Regions from separate parts of the Sus scrofa genome. Here region 2 is linked to region 1. The links are chromatin contacts, called in public HiChIP or PLAC-seq maps. All regions are on one chromosome and are shown on one strand. The core of a region is the stretch at or near the end of the contact, and the rest is flanking DNA. Distances in the headings are between cores, read along the strand shown. Region 1 overlaps DEPTOR (DEP domain-containing mTOR-interacting protein). Region 2 overlaps DEPTOR (DEP domain-containing mTOR-interacting protein).

Region 1 (6,471 bases), core at 906-3,405:
TAATAGTTACGTGACTTTAGCCAAGTTACAAAGTCTCCAAGTTACATTTTATTCATCTGTAAAATGGGGATTATGTTTATTACGAGAATCAAATCTGATTAAGTACTAAGCCCACTGTTTAATACCAGTGAATGTTAAATAAGTATTTGTTTTTCTTTTCTAGCCCTCTTCCTGCACAATCTCTCCCTCTGGAATAATCCAGTGACTGTAGATTGTTGAAAGGGAGACAAGCCATTGCACAGGTCCCTACCCAAGAAAGCCAGTTTGGGTTTTGGTTTGGGAACTGGAAATAGATGTCAAATTGGAGTTATATATTCATATCAAAATTTTTATTTTATTATTTTACTATTTATAATTTTTATTTTTTTGTCTTTTTATTTATTTATTTTTTTTAGGGCTGCACTCCAGGCATATGGAGGTTCTCAGGCCAAGGGTCAAATTGGAGCTGTTGCTGCCAGCCTATGCCAGAGCCACAGCAACGCCAGATCTGAGCCGTGTCTGTGACCTACACCACAGCTCCTGGCAACAGTGGATCCTTAACCTACTGAGCAAGGCCAGGGATCGAACCCACAACCTCATGGTTCCTAGTTAGATTCATTTTTGCTGTGCCACAATGGGAATTCCTAATTTTCACTTATTTTTTTTAAATTTTAGGTTCTCTTGTTTGGCGCAGCAGGTTAAACATCCGGTGTTGTCACCCTAACAGCCTGGGTCACTGCTGTAGAGCAGGTTTGATCCCTGGGCCCTGGAACTTCCACATGCTGCAGGAGCGGCCAAAGAAAAAAAATGTTTCTTATTGAAGCATAGTTGATTTACAATATTACGTTAGTTTCAAGTGTACAGCAAAGTGATTCACTTATACATATACATATATCCATTATTTTTCAGAATCTCTTTTCCCATATAGGTATTTATAGAATATTGAGTAGAGTTCCCTGTGCTATACAGTAGGTCCTTGTTAATTATTTATCTTATATATAGTAGGGTATATGAGTTAATCCCAAACTCCTAATTTATCCCTCCCCCTCCATGTTTCTGCTTCAGAACCATTTGTTTTCAAAGTCTGTGAGTCTGTTCCTGTTTTGTAAAAAAGTTCATTTGCATCGTTTTAAAAACTTAGATTCCACCTATTATTGATATCATATGATATCTTCTTTTTCTGTCTGATAGATAGTGATCTTTCTATCACTTTGTATGATGATATCTAAGTCCATCCAGGTTACTGAAAATTGCAGTATTTTTCTTTTTTATGGCTGAGTAATACTCCATTGTATATATCAAAACATTTTAAAAAGACATGAAAAACAATAGAGGGTGATGAGAGAATTTTTCCCAATCCAAGCGAACTCCATAAGGATAGAAAATCAGAAACCACAGTAAATAATCAGCAGAATTTTACAGTAAACAGATTGGTGGAATTCAGTTAAAGAATCTCTGGTTTTATCCATAAGATATTCACTTTAACAAAGTTCCTTCAGAACTGATGTAGTCATACAGTATAACTAGACTCATGGATAGTCCTTGAACAATATTAGAGATATACGCTGAATCATGATTTGTTAGTTACATCCATAGAATTAGTTCCTTATACCTAAAGAATACTTGATTTTTACAAACACATTCACAGTCAACAAGGATACTACTTAGGAGTTTTGGACATTTCTACGGTAAATAATTTGTGTCTGTGTTTATTGCATAACAGCCCTGACAGCCAAAAAGTGTTCTTGGGGAAAAAAAAAAAAAAAAGAAAGAAAAAAGAAAATTTGCAGCTGTATGCTCAGTTCCATAAATCTCTCCACCAAATATGCAACTGGCTAGAGAGTGACTGGTGTGGGAGGAGGCAGAGAGCCAGTTCTTGGATAAACACAGGATTTGCTCTCCAGAGAATTATAGTCTTCTGAACTTTATGCATTTTAAGCATGCTATACGGCTATGCGGTGTTCCCAAAGAACAGACTGCACAATTAGCCTTGAAGAAAAGCCAAGTATGCGTAAGATTGACTTTCACAATAAAACAACACAACAAAAAGATACGCAAAGGAATTTTTGTTTCAAATTGAGAAAGTGCCTGCTGAATTCACCAGAATCAGCCCCCTCGCAGCCCAAATCCACCAAAGGTCTGTTTCATATCCAGGCTCACCCTTGATCCACTTTGCTTGGTTGGGAGTTCGGGTGGGGTCAGCCAAGGAAGGGGGTGGGGCTTGTGGTTGCACTTAAAGGCTGGAGAGATATGAGGAACTCGGATTCAGTCCATGGAACTTGGATTCCCAAAGTGAGGATGCAAATCTGCCTTCCTGGCGATTCTCTCTAGAGACGTGGGCTAGGCTGGATAGAGGGTTTGTGGCCATCCCTGATGGCTCTGTTACCTCCCTACAAGTAGCTCATGATTGCATCCAAGGTCTGCTTATGCCAAGGGCAGACAGCACGCTCTTGACCTGGTGGTTTCTCAAGGTTATAAGAAGTGTTTGAGCACCGAAGAGAAGCATCACGGGCCCCCTACAACCACAAGATTCCTCGGACTTCCTTTTCTACTGAAGGAATCTGTCACCTGGGAGCTTTTTCACCACAGGGGATATGCAAATTATCACTGCTACCCAGTCCCCCCATACAAAGCTGGCTGACCCTGTGGATACAGGAAGTTCCTTAGAATTCCCCGTATTTGCAGGCTGGGGCTTCCAACAGCAGGAGATCCTCTCCCACCACATGTATTAACTCTCACAGGAACTGACGCCTGAGAGGAAGGAGGCTCCAGAAGGTCAGACTTCCTCCCTGACCCCAAATTCTTTCCTCCACAAGAAACTTTTACTCAATTAACTCTTTGCCCCAAGAATGTCTCTTATTAGCTGCTTTTAAAATCCAGAAATTATTAGGCTTTTTTTCTGGATCACACTAAAATTAATATCCCCCAAATTTTCAAAGACAGATTATGCAACAAGATAGAGTACACCCTGGCATATTCACCAAGCAAATATATGCATTATAACTTTGTTTTCCCAAATGCAATGTGCTTTTCACACATTATTTTAATCATAAGGGGGACCTGTTGTGTGCTGACGACATTTTCTAGTCTTTAAAGGTGAGCCAAAGTCTGGCTTCCTTTATTCTGCCTCCAAAGAAGTGCAGCTCTGACGTGGGTGAAGATCAAAATATGTGTGTGGGAGCTCCCGCTGTGGCTCAGTGGGTTAAGAACCTGGCGTTGTCTTCCTGAGGATGTGGGTTTGATCCTTGCCCTCTCTTGGTGGGTTAAGGATCTGGTGTTGCCATAAGCTGCAGTGTAGATGGAAGAATTGGCTTGGATCCTGCATTGCTGTGGCTGTGTTGTAGGCCAGCGGTGACAGCTCCAATTCAACCCCTAGCCTGGGAATTTCCATATGCCACAGGTGCTGCCCTAAAAAGCAAAAAAAAAAAAAAAAAGAGAGAGAGAGAAAGAGAGAGAGTTGCTGCACCCCTGACCTGGCTAAAGACTGGGGGATTAAGGCCTTCCTTCTTCCTCTCCGCTCCCACAGTCTAGCAATAAATGGTGGGCATGGCCCAGTGTGTCTGTCATATTCTGGATCATGCCACCTTTAGGAGCCTGGCACACCAGTCCCACAGAATGAGTGGACTTGAAAACTGGGGTTCCCTTTAATATCTCCATTCCTAGAGAAACATCTAACCCCTGGCAGAACTGATCATATATTTTGCCAAGATTAGCCAGATGAAGAAACTGAGGACCAGAAAAGTAAAATAATTTGAACATATTGGAAGAGCACTGTGATATAATGGAAAGATCAAAGGTCCTGGAGCCAAACAGACCTGGGCTAGCCTGGCTTTTGGTTCTGTTGTTTAGTTGTACAACTAGAGGCTCACACTTTTTCATCCTCAACTGTAAGACATAGCTAATAACCAGCTCATAGGGTTGTGACAAAGATTAAAGGAGATGAGACATATTAATAAGCAACTAGTATAGCACCTTGCCAAGATGCCCAACAAAAACTGGTTCTTTCTTCCCTTCATCCCTATAGAACATACCAGACATTGTTACATTAAGTAGTTTACCCACTAGATCAGCGCTCAGGCCTGTGAATGTTTATTTCTAAGGCTAATCCACCAGATTCGTAGCCAGGACCAAACTCTTTTGCTAAGCTTATATGCAAGAAAGTGATTACTGGCTAACCCTGAAACGATGACTCCCATCCAGGGCATTCAAAACTGCTTCCAGGAAAGTTTTCCAGATGGCCACATTCAGCCTGGTCAGTGCTCTTCTGACTTTTTACAAAGTAGCTGAAATGAGCCATGCTGTGCATACTACAACTAGAGTTTGCAAGAACCAGTTCTATTTAGAAGTTTGGAGAGAAAAGAGCAAAAAGAGGACTCCTATCTTAAACACTTTGTCCATTTTGGGTGCCTGCCTCAAGGAGCCAGAGGGAACAAGACAGAGAGAGTTTCTGCTTACAGAGACAATGGCGAAAGCAGTCTCCTTCTGGATGTATGTAAGAGAGGTCCATGTGCAGTAGCTCACACAAGGTACCGTCTAAAGGTATGCAGTACAATTCCGTAAGCAGCAGCACAACCAAGGTACCTTCTAAATGTATGTAATACAGTTCCATATGCAGTAGCCCATACAAGGTACCACACTCAAGGAGCACTCTACCCTTCTGTCAGGGCATCCTCACGGTCCTTTACTGCGTGGATCTCATTTTTGTTCTCTCCATCCTTTCTCATCCTTGTATCAAGGACATTTTGTGGCCAGTTATTAGGAAGAACATGAATATAAGAGGGTGGAGCTTTGTGGCATCTGCTTGGCCAAGCTAGCACCATATTTCGCAGATTCCCTTTCCAGTGCAGTTAGAGAGTTGAGCTGGCCGCAGAAGAAATTAGCATAATACCTGGAAGTGAAAGCAAACAGCACTCACGGCTGCCATGGTTACATGCAGTGAGAAGCCAACACAGAGGTGCCACAGAGTTCCAACCTGTCCTTGCTCTGTGCTGCTCCAGACCCAGCTCTTTCACCAACTGACAGCCCTGCTGACCAAGAGTGGTGTCAAGCCATGCCCATCAGCCCATGAGGTCACAGCCTTTAGAGATTTCTTTACCAGTTTCCCATGCCAGAACTTTCAGGGAAGAAAGTTAAGGTCACTCGACCAGGAATAAAGATTTGGGAACCATGAACAATTGAGGTGCTTGCTGAGGGTCCAGAGAATATGGAGTAGCAAAATAAAAAAAATAAAAAAAAAAAGAAGAAGAAGAAGAAGTTATTACGACACATGCAGAGATGTCGATGGATAACAATTTGTTCTCAGTTGCCCTTGAGGTGAGAGAGAGAAATGCGGCAGAGCTGGCAGTTTCCATCTCATCAGGGCTCCCACCCAACTGCCAGCCCTGCTAACACGAACGAATCTCATGCCCACCACCAGACCCTCTAAAAGAGATGTGAAAAAGGAACCCAGGCTTGAAACTGAGGATGAACGAGCCGGAACTTGAGTTACAGCAGTGGGGATCTAGGGGAGGCACAAAGGCGGAGGCTGACTGCACAGACAATGCTGAAAGGTTTGAGGGACGAGGCTGCGGAGGAAGGAGAAGCAAGTTTAAGGCAAAGATGAGCAGGGACCTGGAGTTGTGGCCTGCGTGTGGCCATGCGGATGTGACATACAGGCCCTGGTGTCCAGGATGAGATGGCGAACAGGCCCGGAGCTGAGAGCTTGGGGTGAAGAGCCCACACTGGGAGTCACTGACATAGAGGTGATGGGTGAGGCAGTAGGGGAGGTTCATGGAATCCGTACGGCGAAGTGGAACACTCAATTATACATAAACATGACTCCTCCGTCCCCCAGCGATTTCTCTCTGTGTTTATGTTACAGCCACAGGATCAGAAGCTCCCGAAGAGAATGACTCTGGATTCTCCAAAGAGCCTGAGATGCATCTGCTGTGCTCCACACATGGACACACAGCCCTGGATTCCTGCTTACGCAGACACGGGCACCCCTGCTCCCGTCTCCCCTGTCCTAGCCAAGGCGGGAGCCAGTCATGCCACCTCTGGGGCTACAAAGACACGGCCTGTGCCTGGTCCTGATTACTCTGGCTATGTGAAGTGGAACTCGATCTCATCCATCCCAGCTGTGGGTACAGGCGGGAGGCTACCCCGCCCAGAACACAGTGTAGTTAGGGTACCATGGTCCCACTGTCGTAAAACAGCTGGTCACACATGGCCCGAGACAAAGGCGGCTTTCTCCTCCAAGAGGCAGAGGGGCTCTGTGGGCCCTCCTTATGCAGATGGCTGGCTTGCCCTGCCCCCAGCAAGAGGGCCTCAGTTAAAACCTTGCTCTGAGAACTTTTCAGCACTCAGCACAAACTGTGGCCAAATCTGGATGGCCACAGGTCTAGGGTGAAGGCGGGGGCTGGGGTGGGGGGGTGGAAAATAAACATTTTCTCTTCAGGAAAGAAACATCCATCTTTTAAAACCGAATACCCAAGCATGTTCGCATTAATAGGA
Region 2 (6,647 bases), core at 3,889-6,388, 150 kb after region 1:
TCCTCATAACGTTCTTATTTCTCCTCCCCACCCGACTCCCATCCTCACAGCTGGCAAAATAGCGAACTGCCATTTATCTTCCCATTAAAATGATTATAAAGTCAGAATGAGTGGAATTCAAATGAAGTTTTCAAAAGCACATGGCTAGGGAGACCCAGTTTAACAGTTGGTGGAGAAAGTGACCATTCTGTCTTGTCAAAACATAAACACTTCTAGAAATTAATTAGCTTTTTCCCAACAGAAGGCGAAAAACCCATTTGTCTGCTCGCTTGTTTGCAAAAGTTAACACACCAGGATGTGATAGTGTTAGACACATGATTCTGTTTTACTCTGGTCTTATCATGACGCTTCTCAACTCTCCAAATTACTCACTGGAGACACCATTAAATTACCGTCTAGCATCCTGCTTACAAGCAAAACCTCTCAGCTCTAATACTTGCTGGTTGAATCATCTATGGCCAGCTAGCTTACATTCTCTGTTCCTCAGTTTCTCATCTGTAAAATGGGGCTAATAAGTGTATCTTCTACACTTCTTATTAAGGGCATATACATAGATATATGTATACACTTTTGATATTATATATACATGTGCATTTAGTAATAATATATATGAGCACTTGGAAGAGTCCTTGACAGGTAATAACTGCCATGTAAGTGAGAATGTTATGATTATCATGTCTGCAATTATCACAGAATAGGGATATTCTTGGCTTTCTTTAAATCTTCTATTACAAACCACTTTCCTGCTGAGGAGCTCCAGGATTGGCCTATCGAAGAAACCTAAGGTAGATTTTGGATGCTGTGATCAGAGTATCATAGCGATAACTGCATGGCAAATTTCAAAACAAAAGATTTATATGTAAAACCTATAAAATAACTAATAATGTGAAAAATCATAGAATGAAACCCCACAAATATGAATGATGTATATAAAGTCAACTCTTTTCAAATTAGGAATGTTGTAAGATGATTTTCTTGACTATGGCCTCTATGGCATCTTTTCTCTGTTTTATATGAAGAATAATGCCTACAAAAAGCCATATTAAAATATGGTGTGGTAGTATTATTGAGTTAATGATAAGTACATCACTTTCTTTGGCCAATCCAAAAAGATAGCAAAAATTTTCCTTGACATCTTGTCTTCCATCACGCTACCATCATCCAAATGCATTTCTATGACAGTTTTCTTGAGATATAATTCACATACCGCAAAATTCACCCATTCAATGTGTATAATTCAATGGTTTTAAGCATATCCACAGAACTATGATATCATCACCACCATCAATTTCAGAGCCTTTTTCATCATCCCAAAAAGAAACTCTTTAACCATCAGCAATCACTCTCCACTCCCCTTCCCCACTGCAGCTGGCAAGCACTTTCTGTCTCCATTGATTTGCCTGTTCTGGATATTTCCTATAAGTGGAGCCTTACAATATGTGGCCTTTTGTGACTGTCTTGGTTCACTTCGCATAATGTTTGTTAAAGTTCATCCGTGTTGTAGCATATGTCCGCACCTTATTCCTGAATAACACTGCCTTGCCTTGTGTGGATACATCACATATTACTTATCCTTTCATCAGCTGATGGACATTTGAGTTGTTTCTGTGTTTGGCTATTGTGAAAGACGCTGCTGTGAAAATCTGTGTACAAATTTTAACGTGGACATACATTTTCATTTCTCTTAAGTATATACCTAGGAGTAAAACTGCTGGGTCATATGGTAATTGTATGTTTAATCTTCAAGGAAATGCCAGGCTGATTTACAAAGTGGCTGCATCATTTTACCTTTCCAATAGCAGTGTGTAAAGGTCCCAATTTTTCCACATCCTTGCCAACACTTGTTATTATCTGTCTTTGATTATAGCCATCCTGAAGCTGTGAAGTGGTATTCGAAGGCATTTTTAAGAAGCAAAAACATGCAAATACACTGGGCAAGGAAGTAAAATCTTTCATGACAAGAGAAACACAAAAAAGATTAGGAAAAAGATCCTGCAGTCAGGAGGTGTTTTTCAGTCCGTTACTCAATTTCATATCCTTATGCAACCAGCTGCTCTTACCAAAGTATGAGGATTATGGAGCCAGCACCCAATTTCACATCCGGAGATTATAATGATCTTAACAACTACTCCTGATTTATTGATTTATTTTAACAAAGTCCCTTCCCACACTATACCCCATTTGATCCAACACCACAAATCTTACATGGGAAAATATTATTCCCATTCTGTAGGTGTGGCACTGAGGCCCAGAGTGGCTGACTCGCCCAAGCAAACAGTTAAAAATAAACACATATATCCATATATGCATAAATAAATATTAAATAAAAAAAATTCACAGAACTGGTCTTGAAAGCCAAATTTAGCACTTCAAATCCTAATCCTAGTTTCTCTTTGCCTCATCTTTGATGACCAGAAAGTAATGGAAAAGAAAGAGCAGGCAGAGAGGAATTGTGTGTGTGTGTGTGTGTGTCTGTGTGTGTGTGTGCGTACACACAACACAGAGGCAGGAGGCCTGGACAACATAAATGCCCCACAATCAGCCTGTGAGAGAGCAGTGAGGGATGCAAAAACATGTGACAGTAACAATAAGGACTTTATCCTCACTGTTTATAAGAGGTTCCTCCAGTAATCAGGCAGCCAGTGGCATACACGACCACTTAAATCCCTAAATTCTAATTATTACACTATCTGTATTTACAATAGCATATTACCTATACTAGTCATTCAAATATATGTACTCAACCTAGGATGGATGAGATTTTTAAAAAGCAATGATGACACTTTTCCAAAGTAAAAGTAAATGACTAACTCTTTTTTTTTTTTTTTGCTTTTTAGGGCCACACAGGACATATGGACGTTCCCAGGCTAGGGGTTGAATCGGAGCTGCAGCTGCAGGCTTACACCACAGCCACAGCAATGGGGGGGGGGTCCGGAAATCCAAGGCACATCTTTGACCTACACCACAGCTCAGGGCAACGCCAGATCCTTAACCCACTGAGCAAGGCCAGGGATCCAATCCGCATCCGTATCCGCATCCTCATAGATACTAGTTGGGCTTGTTACCACTGAACCACAACGGGAATTTCCTAAATAATTAACATTTACGAAGCCTCTTATATGTAGCATCTCCTCGTTTAATTCTCACAAAATTCCTGCAAGAGAAGTGGACCAGAGGCACGGAGAAGTTGTAAATTGTCCTCAAGTCACAGGACTAGTAAATGGTGGAGACAGAATAAGAACCCTGGCAGCCTGGTTCTGTGCCTTGTGCCTGAACCACCAATCTTTCCTGCTAGATCCTGCTCAGCTGGAAGTCATGTGTGATGAAACACAGGGGCCAATGATATTCATTAACTCCAGCAACCATTTGTTGAAAGCTCATTAATACTTGAAGCCCTAGGGAGAATTCTTACAACACCACCATGAAGTGCTTATCGTCATTGCCTTTTTGCAGGTGAGGAAACAGGCACAGAGAAGAGAATTAACTTAGCTATTACAGAACTATAATAGCTAAGGCTGACATGACTGACACTTACTACATACCAGGTTCTGTTCTAAGCACCCATCAAATTAATCCTCCTTACAACACCAGGTAGGTTCTTCCATCGTTCTCAGTTAAGTAATATGTCTTAGGTCCCAGTCTTGTAAGTAGCAAACACAGATTTGCTCAGGCTTTAAAGCCCTTCTCAAAACAAGATTGATTTTTGGCAACAAAGTAGCTGAGCAGAAATTCACACCCAGGTCTATAAATCTTGAGAGAGTCCTCTACCTTCTCACAGACACACTAAGCCTGGCCCTCAAACCTACTGCAGTGCAGAGGGGAGGGGTGCCAGGGAAGAGGGGACTAGCCAGGGCTCAGGAGTCACACAAGGAAAGGGCATTTAAGCATTTCCAAGGAGGAAGTGCTTTCTGCACAAAGAGAGGCACCATGCAAGTTATTATTTTGAAGGAAGTGAAAAGGACCCGATTGAGGAGTAACTAAATTATTAAAGTGTTTCAAACTGAATCAGAAAAGCTTTATTTTGACTTTTTTTCAGTTAGGAAATATCTTGATGGAAAACAAGCTTTTATTCCCTTGAATGTTGACTATACATTAAAAAATCATCAAGGAATAGAAATGTGCAGTTTGCCTTTTATAAGATTACACTCACTTCAGACCTCCAATATTTACTTTTTCGATCTAAGGGCAGCAAGCAGGGTGATTATTAAACCTTTAGGGATCTTTGCAAGATTCCCTCTCCTTTTGGTCCCGAAACACAGCATTTTAGAAAGCAAATTGAGCCTGGAGATTCAGACCAAAAAGTAGAAGAAACAGGAACTCACGCCCTTGTGATGGGGCCAGGGGCCGGCATGCAAGTTGTAGCTCAAAGGCTGGAGAGACAAGGGTTTTTTTTTTCCCCTGGCAAACTGATTTATGACCACAAGACAGGCAGCTGCGGAACCGGTCAGACCATAAGTACGATTCTCATATGTGAACAGAGAAGGACCAAGATTGCATAGGAGTGATGCGGGGATCTGAATCTGGGGGTCACTGCCTGTCCCGAGCATCTTGAGACTTGTCAAGTACCGATTCTCGAAGCAGCCGGGGGCCTGATGGGCTCTGCCACCCAAAATGTACGCGCGGGGGAGTTGGCACTGCAGCAGGGCAGCGGGTCAGGGTACCTCCACGCCCCCTTGCGGACCCAAACGACCATTGACAAGAATCTACTAATTAAGCGACAGGTACCCTGTTAGAGAAATGTTCTCAGTTTAGTCCTTACAACAACCTTACAAGGAAGCTGCTGTGATCAATCCCATTTTACAGATGAAAACACTGAGGCTCAGGGGACTGAAGCAAGACTTGCAAGCAAAAAGAGAACCTTAAGTGAAGGCGACCTTTGGGCTGGCTCCTTTTAATCTAGAAGTAAGAGGCTGGGGTTGAAGCCGGCTGGAGGCTCCCCGCCGGCCCCATTCGCTCTGTGGACGGACTAGGAGAGGGCTGTCAGCCAGGAGGCCTGGCAGCGCCGGGTGCCCCGGTAGAGGGGACGCGCGCGGTCGGAAGCAGCGCGTCTGCTGGACGCAGGGCTGCAGCCACTGGGCGAGGACGCAGCTAGCACCATGCGCTCGCATGCATCCGTCTCGGGAGCTCCGCTCCAGTCCAGAGTCCAAAGGGCGCTGGGCTGCAGCAGCTAAGCCGGGGGCGGCGCCGAGGGTCCACGCGCCCTTAGGCGTCCCGGAGCCCCAAGCGAGTTGCCAGTCACTAGCCACGGCGCGCGTGCGCGCGGGACTTCTGCAGACACTGGCGAGCAGTGCCACGGCGAGCCCCCCGGCACAGTCCTTCGTCTTACCGTAGCTGCTCCCCGGTGACAAGGACCTCAGCCATGCGCTCCAGCTCCCTTTGCTGCGCTCCGCCACTCCCGCTAGTGCTGCCGTCGCTGCCGCCGCTGCCAGCGCTGCTGCCCTCCTCCATGGTCCGGGCTGCGCCGCTACCACTGTCTTTGCTGTCCGTGGTGGGTTCAGGCGTTAAATCAGTCTGCCCTCAGTGAAGCCTTCCCCGCCATCTTTGTTAGGGGCAGTCCCGTAGCTGGGACGCGATTGGCTAGAGAGGGAATCCCTGTGGGTAGGCTGAGCCACTCGGCGAGTCCGCCCCTGAAACTCCAGCTGGGGGGCGTGGCTGGAGTCCCGCGTGGTCGGGGGCGGGACCGAAGGAGGAAAACATCAACATCTGGGCGGGGCGTCGGTTCGGAGCTAATCATGCTGGTTGAGGTCGAAGTCCTGAGTGCCCTTTCTTCTACCCACACAGCTCGATCCTGGGGACAGGCAGGGAGGTTATTAGACGACTGTGGAGGCATTTCCATTATTATGTCCACGCCCCAAATTGCCAGAGAGTGAAAGTAATAAATATAGCTAAATAGCGAACAATGAAGGATGTACATGTCAATGCAGGGCTTGAAGAAAGTAATCAGTCTTTTTTGGTCTAACCTCCTTACCAAAGTCGCTTGCTTACCTCATGATGTAATCAATAAAGAACTCTGGCTGGGAATCAGACAGACCTGAGCTCCAGCTCCACACCTATAATTTCCTAACTAAATGTCCTCAATTCTCAGTTTCTTCCTTTACAGAATAAAAATAATTGTGGCTTGTTGACATCTGCTGCATTAGAGATGCTTCAGGTAGTTGTTATTGTCTGTAATTGGAACAAATCCTGAGATGGGTATTGTCTGTGTTTTACATGGGGAAGCAGGTGAGGAGAGGTGGGATAACCTGAGCCTCATTCTGCATGAAGTAGGAAAATCATTTAACCAAAATAGTGGTCTCACTCAGAGTTAATGAGATTAACAAACAGCTGGGTGTTTCTCATGTTTTAACTCTATTGTTTTGTTGTTGTTGTTTTAGCCATGTCTTTCAGAAGTTCCTGGGCCAGGGGAGCAACAAGCCACACTGGATCTTTCACCTGCTGAGCCACCAGAGAACTCCATGTTTTAATTCTATAATCATTAAAACATTATCAAGAGTTTGCATGGGCTTCAAGCTCAAACATGCAGTGTCTTTCCTGATTCTGTCACGTACTAGGTTTGCAACCTTATGTTAGTTAATGTCTCTGGCCTCAATTTTCTATCGGTGAAACAGGAATAATTCCTACCTTTTAGGGATGTTGCGTAGCTTAAA

Evidence for each region. HiChIP or PLAC-seq counts read pairs in DNA pulled down with a chosen protein or histone mark.
Region 2: a contact with region 1 is called in an H3K27ac HiChIP or PLAC-seq map of skeletal muscle, with 4 times the contacts expected there. The contact joins two enhancer-like sites. A contact is called at or near these places in 2 of 2 datasets of contacts at active chromatin or transcription factors (alveolar macrophages and skeletal muscle).

What each region holds. Positions count from the first base shown.
Region 1 is chr4:18,995,031-19,001,501 of Sscrofa11.1, forward strand. The region is part of intron 11 of DEPTOR (DEP domain-containing mTOR-interacting protein); the gene reads right to left. Among named protein-coding and RNA genes, the nearest start is that of COL14A1, 73 kb to the left of the region's middle. Within about 2 kb of position 2,156, at least 30 of the 83 cell types and tissues checked have an H3K27ac peak or open chromatin away from gene starts, as enhancers often do. A contact at or near this core is called in alveolar macrophages and skeletal muscle, where this site is marked.
Region 2 is chr4:19,141,108-19,147,754 of Sscrofa11.1, forward strand. DEPTOR (DEP domain-containing mTOR-interacting protein) reads right to left here. Exons shown (of 12, transcript XM_021090558.1): 4 at 5,327-5,788. The coding sequence starts at 5,448. Among named protein-coding and RNA genes, the nearest start is that of DSCC1, 17 kb to the right of the region's middle. Within about 2 kb of position 5,139, at least 70 of the 83 cell types and tissues checked have an H3K27ac peak or open chromatin away from gene starts, as enhancers often do. A contact at or near this core is called in alveolar macrophages and skeletal muscle, where this site is marked.